Regions from separate parts of the Rattus norvegicus genome. Here region 2 is linked to region 1. A link is a contact called in public Hi-C data. All regions are on one chromosome and are shown on one strand. The core of a region is the stretch at or near the end of the contact, and the rest is flanking DNA. Distances in the headings are between cores, read along the strand shown. Region 1 has its middle 15 kb from the start of Slc8a1. Region 2 has its middle 190 kb from the start of Thumpd2.

Evidence for each region. Hi-C and Micro-C count contacts between places; a contact is called where the count stands out from the background.
Region 2: a Hi-C map of Schwann cells shows a contact between it and region 1, with 5 times the contacts expected there. The contact joins two enhancer-like sites. A contact is called at or near these places in 6 of 12 Hi-C or Micro-C datasets (the A7r5 cell line, the Rat2 cell line, Schwann cells and 3 more).

What each region holds. Positions count from the first base shown.
Region 1 is chr6:19,006,658-19,010,927 of GRCr8, reverse strand. It overlaps a transcript of Slc8a1 not described here. Among named protein-coding and RNA genes, the nearest start is that of Slc8a1, 15 kb to the left of the region's middle. Within about 2 kb of position 1,462, at least 5 of the 93 cell types and tissues checked have an H3K27ac peak or open chromatin away from gene starts, as enhancers often do.
Region 2 is chr6:19,487,901-19,492,020 of GRCr8, reverse strand. No RefSeq gene overlaps it. Among named protein-coding and RNA genes, the nearest start is that of Thumpd2, 190 kb to the left of the region's middle. Within about 2 kb of position 1,845, at least 14 of the 93 cell types and tissues checked have an H3K27ac peak or open chromatin away from gene starts, as enhancers often do.

The sequences.
Region 1 (4,270 bases), core at 213-2,712:
AGAAAGCCTTCAACAGTAGATGACAAAAACCACCAAGAGTGTACCAAGGAACGTCTAGTGTAGCATTACACCTACAATCCCAGAAATCTAGAGTCACAGGTAGGAGACTTCAAAGCCCACTTGGGCTCCGAAGTGAGAATTTATCTCTAAAACCAAATAAAAAGCAAAACAAAAAGTATGTTGACTAGTGGTCTACCGTTTCTCCTTGCCTCTGGCCATTGCAGCCTCTGTCTTTCAAGGCTATGCTGTGACACCATAATGAATATCACCTTCCAGCGCAAAATGCATTTGGGAAATGCCGAAAGCTACTATTGATGCTAACTATGTAGTGCGTGTACATGGTCCTGACTGGGTGCAGGGCAGCTCAAGGGCTGTGGAGATGCTCGTAACATTTTTCTGTGGTTGTCCTTGTCATAACATTCCTAGAGCATGCTTCACTTGGTCAAAATGACTAGGATTATTGGTTTTCTAAATCCCTTTACCTGTTTGTAATGACCCCAAAGCCCCTTTCCTCTCCTGGAGGAGGTCACGGGGCCAAGCTTCTCCTTCCTCTGCAGTTCAGATCCTATCTTGCTCAACCAGGCTATTTCATCTATGAGTGTTCTAGATCACGACAGGAAGAACTGAATCCCGGAGTGGCTTCTGTACCTTCTTTTATTCACCCACAGCCAAGTCATTCAACTGCACCTTGCACCAGTCTTCACCTTTAAATGCTTCTTTTGCTTCTTTGCTGAACATCAAATAGGAATACACACACACGCACGCACGCACGCACGCACGCACACACACACACCCATGCACATACACATGCACACACACATGCATACGTACACATACACAGGCACACTCACGTGCACACACACACACACACACACACACACACACACACAAACATACCAGCTTGTCTAGATAATGACATGACAAGTGTTCACCAAATGTGCAATGACTTGCCTTTCCAGGGTCTTTCACACAACCTGAATGCTCAGTCCATGCCACGGTTGGGTTAGTATAAGGTGCTGAATCACTGGTTGCTTTGCTGTTTTGACTTGACCTCACATTAGACTCAACAAAGAAGTTATTATTTGAACTTGGTTTGCAATGGTGTGGAATCTGCACCGTGATTGCTCCATCTTTTAAGTGGCTTCCGACATACACATTAATTCTCCAAGATTTCTTGACTGTGCAGGGAACCGGTTTATCTGACTTGGCATCGAGCTGCTGTTGTCTAGGTGATCGGCGAAAATGCCACAAAATGTTACAGTACAGCACCTTCAGGAATTTGAGACTTGTCGGTCTGCTCTGGAGAAAATACCTCGCCCATTTCTCAGAAGATTTACAAAAGCTAACTTTTCCAGAAAAGAATCGGGGTTTGCTTCAGAGTAAGAACCTCAGTACAGGAATCCGTGTTTGTCTGCTTCTTGCTACTCTCCAGTTAGTGACCTCTTCTTTAGAAGCTCTGCTCCCAGGCCCTCACGCTTCCCTGTCAGAACAGTCTCCGGAGGGCATTCACAGGGCAGAAACTCGGTTTTAACTCTTCCACTTCCTCTTTGTCTTGCTGTATCACAGGTTCTCAGGACTCTCTGCAAGCTGATCGCATGAGAGATTTCAACTTCACAGATCAACATATACCTAATGGCTTGTGCAGACTCACATATAGTACCCCTTTGCTGAGCAATACCTCTGTGTTTTGTTAAGGATTTGGTCAGAATTCCTTCACTCAAATGAGTAACTCTCATACTAATGGTTTCACATTCTATGTTGGTCAATGGATCAATGCTTTGTTTTTCCAGACTCAAATGACTTATTATAAATGATGCCTTAGCTCTCTGCCACAGAAATAGTTTCCTTGCTTCACTTGTCAGTCAGGATATTCCCTTCCTTCTTTGAAAACTGAGTAGGAAGTGAGGATGTGTGTTATCTAAACATTTTTCTACCTTGCCACATTCTGGACTAGAAGGACCAAGAACTGAGGGACCAAAGGACAGGTGCAAATGCGAGTGCAAAGCAGTCAGAGTCCAAACAGAGTTGCCATGGAAGAGAGCAGTGAGCTCTATTGATTCAAGCCACTCTCTGCTTAAGTTCTAAGCTCCTCCATGAACGCATAGCCGTAAGCACTTACCCAGGAAGTGGGCTGTCTGAGTTGCACACAACTACTCCATGGTTAGTTTAAAGTTTCAACACGATGCACATGCACACATGAGAGGCTAGAGGTGCAGGAAAGAGAGAGGAAGAATGGAGAAGGGGGAAGAGAGCAATGGCTGGGCGGGGGGAGAAAAGGAGGGAGGGAGGGAGAGGGAAAGGGAGAGGAAGAGAGAGAGAGAGAGAGAGAGAGAGAGAGAGAGAGAGAGAGAGAATGGAAAATAATCCTACTGCATTTAATGAGGCCCCACTGGACTAGTCCTGAGTTTAAATCAAAATCCCTAAGGCAAAAGCTGAACGCTCACATTTCCCCGAGTCTGGTCTATCCCAATGGACGGAAAACACCTGACATCTACTTCCCCTACATTTAAGAGACATCTCCCGGGAGCCAGAACCATTTTGTTCAGAGGGGAGAGTGGGAACGGGGAGTGCTGTAACCCACTGGCCTGGTTAGCCTTAGTCCTACTGATAATGAGAGCTGGAGAGGCAGACAGTTAAAGGAGCAGAGGGAAACCAGACAGCACCCTGCAATCTAGAGAAAGTCAGGGAAGATACTTGCCACAAGAGGGAGCAGTAGAATTTGGATGGATAGGAGGTTACTGGATAAATGTTCTTACTGGGGCAAGTACCTCATCCTGAGTTTACAGTAGACATTGGATCACAACGTGTGGGTGGTACCGGATGATGGTGAAGCACGGCGAAGCACAAGACACACGCCCCTAAGTGGTGGAGAGTGGCACATGGACCACTCAATTTTTAACAAAAGCAACAATTGAAAGAAACATATATACAACAGCTCAAGGATACGAAATGTGTAACCTGATGTAACAGCTTCTTCTCTAAATGTTTCCACCCCAGTTTGGTCTTTGCTGAGACCTGTTCTTGCTTCTTGCCTGCATAGCATTACCTAGAGCATCCAGGAGAAAAGACTGGCCTCGCTGAATGGCAGCAGTGAAAATGACACACTTAAGTCGAAAACTATGACAGCCACAGTCACAAACAGAGTACTTTCTTCACACTGCTGTGTCTTTTTTTTTAAATTCTATCCATCCCCTTTTTAAAGGAGGAATGCAATTTATAGAAACTGCAGAGTTCTTCTCGTCATTTATTCGGTCCAAGACACAGATTAAGTACTAAGAGGGAAGGAACCATGCGTTTACTTTGCAAGATAAATAAAAGTCTATTTTTGTCGATAAAAAAACATGTTAAATATAGCTCGCTAGCAAAGGCCGACACTCTCCTCAATGTATTTTATTGTTTCAAAGCACATTGAGCTTGAAGGAGCAACTGTGGTAGTTCCTGCACCACTGTCCTCGGGGTCTCCCTCACCTTCCTTTCTTATTTTTATTTAGAGTTACAGCACTCACAGCATTGTACTCTTTCCTTCCCCATCATAGTCAACAGAATTTCCAGCTACCTCTTAACCTAAACCCAAGTTGATACAAGGGAAAATCACACAAGCAGTGAGGTCTGCAGACAGATAAAGGAGCCTGAAGCACGGCCTATCTGTGCCTTTAGTTCACTACTTTTCTTCCCAGCCCTGGCAAGCAGTACCCAAGACAAGAGTAGAGAAGGCTAAATCATCCGGAGGACACCTAACATCCTTTGCTACCTCTGGCCAGCTCCGCAGTGAATGATAGTTTATCAGGGTTCATCTTTTTTCATTTTTTTCTCTCACTCTTTTTTCTAGAAACTAAATTCATTTTTTTAAAAATAAGACACAACAGCCATTTTGAAAGGGTGGGGGGAGATCAGGCTTCTCTTTATAGGGGAGATCTTAATTAAAGTACCCAGAAATCCAAATGCAACACTTTATTAAAGCAGGCAGAATCTGTACAGTGAAAATGGTTTAGGAAAGCCCATCTCGGGAAAGCAGTGGGTCCTTTCCTGCCAGCTAGCTCCCCCACAGAACCCTAAAGAGGAGCAGCAGGCTCCTTCCGTCCTTCCTTCTGCCTTCACACCCGGCTAACCTCTGCAAATTAAGCAAGTTTAGCAAACCCAGAGAGCAAAATCCCAGTAACACAGGATTTAAAAGAGGAACCTAAAGGCATACATCCTTCTTCTGGCTTTCTGTTCTTATAACGAATGAAGAATCTAGATTCTTTCCCCCCACCTTTTTTTTTCTGCAGAA
Region 2 (4,120 bases), core at 596-3,095, 480 kb before region 1:
GGCGTAGGCAGAGGGGTCATTTGAGTCAGCCTTTACGCGAGTGTTTAATGGAGGTGAGCAATTGCTTGCGGCTGGATATAGTGAAGAGGTTTATTTTTTTGGTAGGGGACAAGATAATTTTCCAGACCCCTTTGATTGTTCACATGTGCTTGAGGATGCCTCTGTCCTATTGAACTGCATGGATGCTCTCTTCCCGCTCTGCTTCCTTCCGGCTTACTCCTCCCAGGGCACTCAGACTCAACTTCAGAAGGGCTTTACCCACTTGAGCTTTGGAAGCCAGCAGTGCAGGGGTTTGGCATGAAAATGAAAACAATCGGTTTCCTAGGGACACAGGTGTCAAGGTAAGCATCTGGGCCAGTCCAGCTGGAATGGATGTGGTTAGAGATTGCAGGTGTTGACCTAATGAATGCTTGCATGACTCACTGGGATTCTGATAGGTATGATACTTAGCCAACCAATGCAGATTTTATTGAAAATTTCTAAAGGACAAACAAGTCTCCCCTGTTCCCCAACGGCCTACTTCTGCTGTTGTCTCAGGATGATTCTGCCAGTGCAGATAGAATCATGGGTAGGTAGGAAACTCTGGCCACTGAGCTATGTTTGGTCCTGATTTCCTCTATGAAATGACAGAACCATAAATGATTCTGGACCACAGAATGACAATCAGGCGCCTTTGAATTGATTACCTTGTTTTCACCTAAGACTGGAGTTTCAAATGTTGGGCTCTGCCTGCACAGAGGGCTTGGGTACTTGGTGATCTGTGTGGGGAGCAGGCAGATGCTGTGGGGGGGTATAAGATTCAATCTCTCAGCTTTGTGATGGCTTTGTTGCTTACTCTAGAAACATGATGGGAAAATGCCCATCTCATAAGCATTGAAAGCAATATACACAATCCCTGGTATATAATAGAAGTAGGAATAGGACCTCGGAAAGTGATTAGCAGAGTGTATAATAAGGCTTGCATAAATTATGTCTATCATTAGGTGTAAATTGAAGCAGTTCATTCATGCCCAAGAAAGTCATTGAAAGATAAAATGTGGAAAATATGAAAAATGTGAATTTTGGCAGATTTCTCTTGCACATTTTATTTGCTATAACAACAACAACAACAACAACAACAACGACAACGACAACGACAACGACAACGACAAGGACAGCAATAACAACAGGGCCGTTTTGTGAAGTTGTTTTTGGTGAGAATGCTGGGAATAGAGCACTTGGAAAGCCAGGTATTTGTTATGGCCACTAGAGGGCAGCGTTGGCATTAGAATAAAGGATGATTCCTCATCTTCCTCTGAAACGCAGACTATTGCAGAATTACGATATATAAAATGACTTGACGCAGTGGTTTTGTATTACGGAAGATACTACACGCTCGGGATGGGACCCTACTGTGTTACTGGCAACATGCATTTTGAAAAGAACCCTTAGGACTGGTGGCTGGAATTGTGGGATGGATATTTCAGGTCCCAAACCCTCTGGCTTTTGGGGGATTAAAAAGGATTTTTGCTTTTCCACTTCAGTCCTACTTCACTTTCCATTGAAAATTACTGGGATCTGACGTTTCCCAACGCAAACGCCTTTTCCTTCACACAGGTTAGCTTTTCACTCGACATGCTCCGGAGCACTGTCACAGAGTTCACCCGGGTTATCATCTTTGTTCCCATGCTGTGGGGTACCTGGGGATGCTGTCCTTGTGGCCTTTAATATATACAGCAACATAAAGTCCTCGCGTGGTTTGAATCACTCTCCGGCTTTGTTGGTGGCGCTGGGACTGAGTTGTGCCTGCAACCACTCAACTGACCGAGTCCAGGCTCAGCAGGATGAGCTACGTACGTACCTTACGTGTGCAGTTCCCCTTCTGGACTCTTCATCCACTAGGCTGCTTCTAGCATACCCCGCCCAGACCTTCAGACTAGAGCGGTATCCAGGAAACGATACTGAAGATCATTCCAAGAAAGAAATATTTTCGTGTAAGGTTTTATTCATGATAGCTTGTGGAGAATGTTACTTTATTTTTAAACTGGAGATTGTGTTTCTCAGAATTAAAGCTTGTCAGGAAGTTGCAAGTAATACTGAAGAGGACGTCCATGGATCCTCTACCCAGCTCATTACAAGAGCAACAGCATGGGAAACTGAAGTCCCATACCTTGACAGGGATGCTGCTCCAGATGCTGTCAACCCGCAGAGTATTGCTACCACCTTCCTGAGGTCCTTGGTAGCCTTCGCCGTCCTTACTTGCTTTCTGACAGTTACTCCTCTGCTTGGTAGTTGTTTTGTTTTGTTTTGTTTTCCCCATGTTTGCGAATTAAGTGATAGCAGCCAAGTAGAGTGGTGACGTTGGGGAGTTTCACCATAGTCTTCTGGATATTATCTCCAGGTTGTGACGTCTACCAATTGTTCACTCCTTTTTATTACTAGGTAACATTTGCCGGGATAGATTTAGTTGTCCCCTTCTTGAAAGACTTCTGGGGTATTTTCAGGTTGGGCTGCTATGAATGAACATTTATGCCAAGATGCTGTGCATTGCGGGTTTGCACTTCTGTGGAATGCAGCTTCCCAGGTGGTGACTGAGTTATATGTTTGTTCATGTTTTGATGTCAGAGAAAACAAAGCTACCTTCTCAGCACACTGCACCCCGTTCTCCTATTCCATGAGCAATGCACGGCTGAACCAGTTTCTTGGTAAGATTTTGGTGTTCAGTGGTGCCATTATCTTTTACTTCAATTACTCTGATAAATGTGTTCAGAGTTATCAGGTGAAATCAACTGTGGGTTTATTTGAATCCCTTTTTTATTTTCACATATATATACACACATATACATACATATATACATTATATATATATATAAATATACACAGAACATCATTTTCATATATATGGAACATCATTTTGTGCATATTTGACAACTTTCTATACTTTAAAAAATCTCTTCATGTTTTATCCATTTTTAATTGGATATTTTACTTATTTACATTTCAAATGTTATCCTATTTCCAGGTTTCCCCTCTGCAAACCACCTACTCCATCCCCCTTACCCTGCTTCTATGAGGGTACTCTTGGGTATTTTGAGCTTTTTGCCTAATATCCACTTACCAGTGAGGACATACTATGTGTGTTCTTTTGTGACCGAATTACCTTACACAAGATGATATTTTCTAGTTCCATCCATTTGCCTGTGAATTTCATGAAGTCATTGTTTTTGATAGCTGAGTAGTATTCCATTGTGTAGATATACCACATTTTATGTATCTATTCTTCTGTTGAAGGGCATCTGGGTTCTTTCCAGCTTCTGGTTATTATAAATAAGGCTGCTATGAACATAGTGGAGCATGTGTCTTTGTTATATGTTGGGGCATCTTTTGGGTATATGCACAGGAGAGGTATAGCTGGGTCCTCAGGTAGTACTATGTCTAATTTTCTGAAGAACAGCTGGACTATTTTCCAGAGTGGTTGTACCAGCTTGCAGTCCTACCAAAAGTGGAGGAGTGTTCCTCTTTCTCCACATCCTCACCAGCATCTTTTGTCACTTGAGGTTTTGAACTTAAGCCATTCTGACTGGTGTGAGGTGCAATCTCAGGGTTGTTTTGATTTGCATTTCCCTGATGACTAAGAATGTTGAACATTTTTTTAGGTGCTTCTCGACCATTTGATATTCCTCAGTTGAGAATTCTTTGTTTAGCTCTGTACCCCCATTTTAATAGGGTTATTTGTTTTTCTGGAGTCTAACTTCTTGAGTTCTTTGCATATATTGGATATTAGCTCTCTATCGGATTTAAGATTGGTAAAAATCTTTTCCCAATCTGTTGGTTGCCATTTTGTCCTATTGAGAGTGCCTTACAGAAGCTTTGCAATTTGATGAGGTCCCAATGGCTGATTGTTGTTCTGAAAGCATAAGCCATTGGTGTTCTGTTCAGGAAAATTTCCCTTTACCCATGTGTTCCAGGCTCTTCCCCACTTTCTCTTCTATTAGTTTGAGTGTATCTGGTTTTATGTGGAGGTCCTTGATCCACTTGGACTTCAACTTTGTACATGGAGATTAGAATGGATCGATTTGCATTCTTCTACATGCTGACCATCATTTGAACAAGCACCATTTGTTGAAAATGCTGTTTTCCT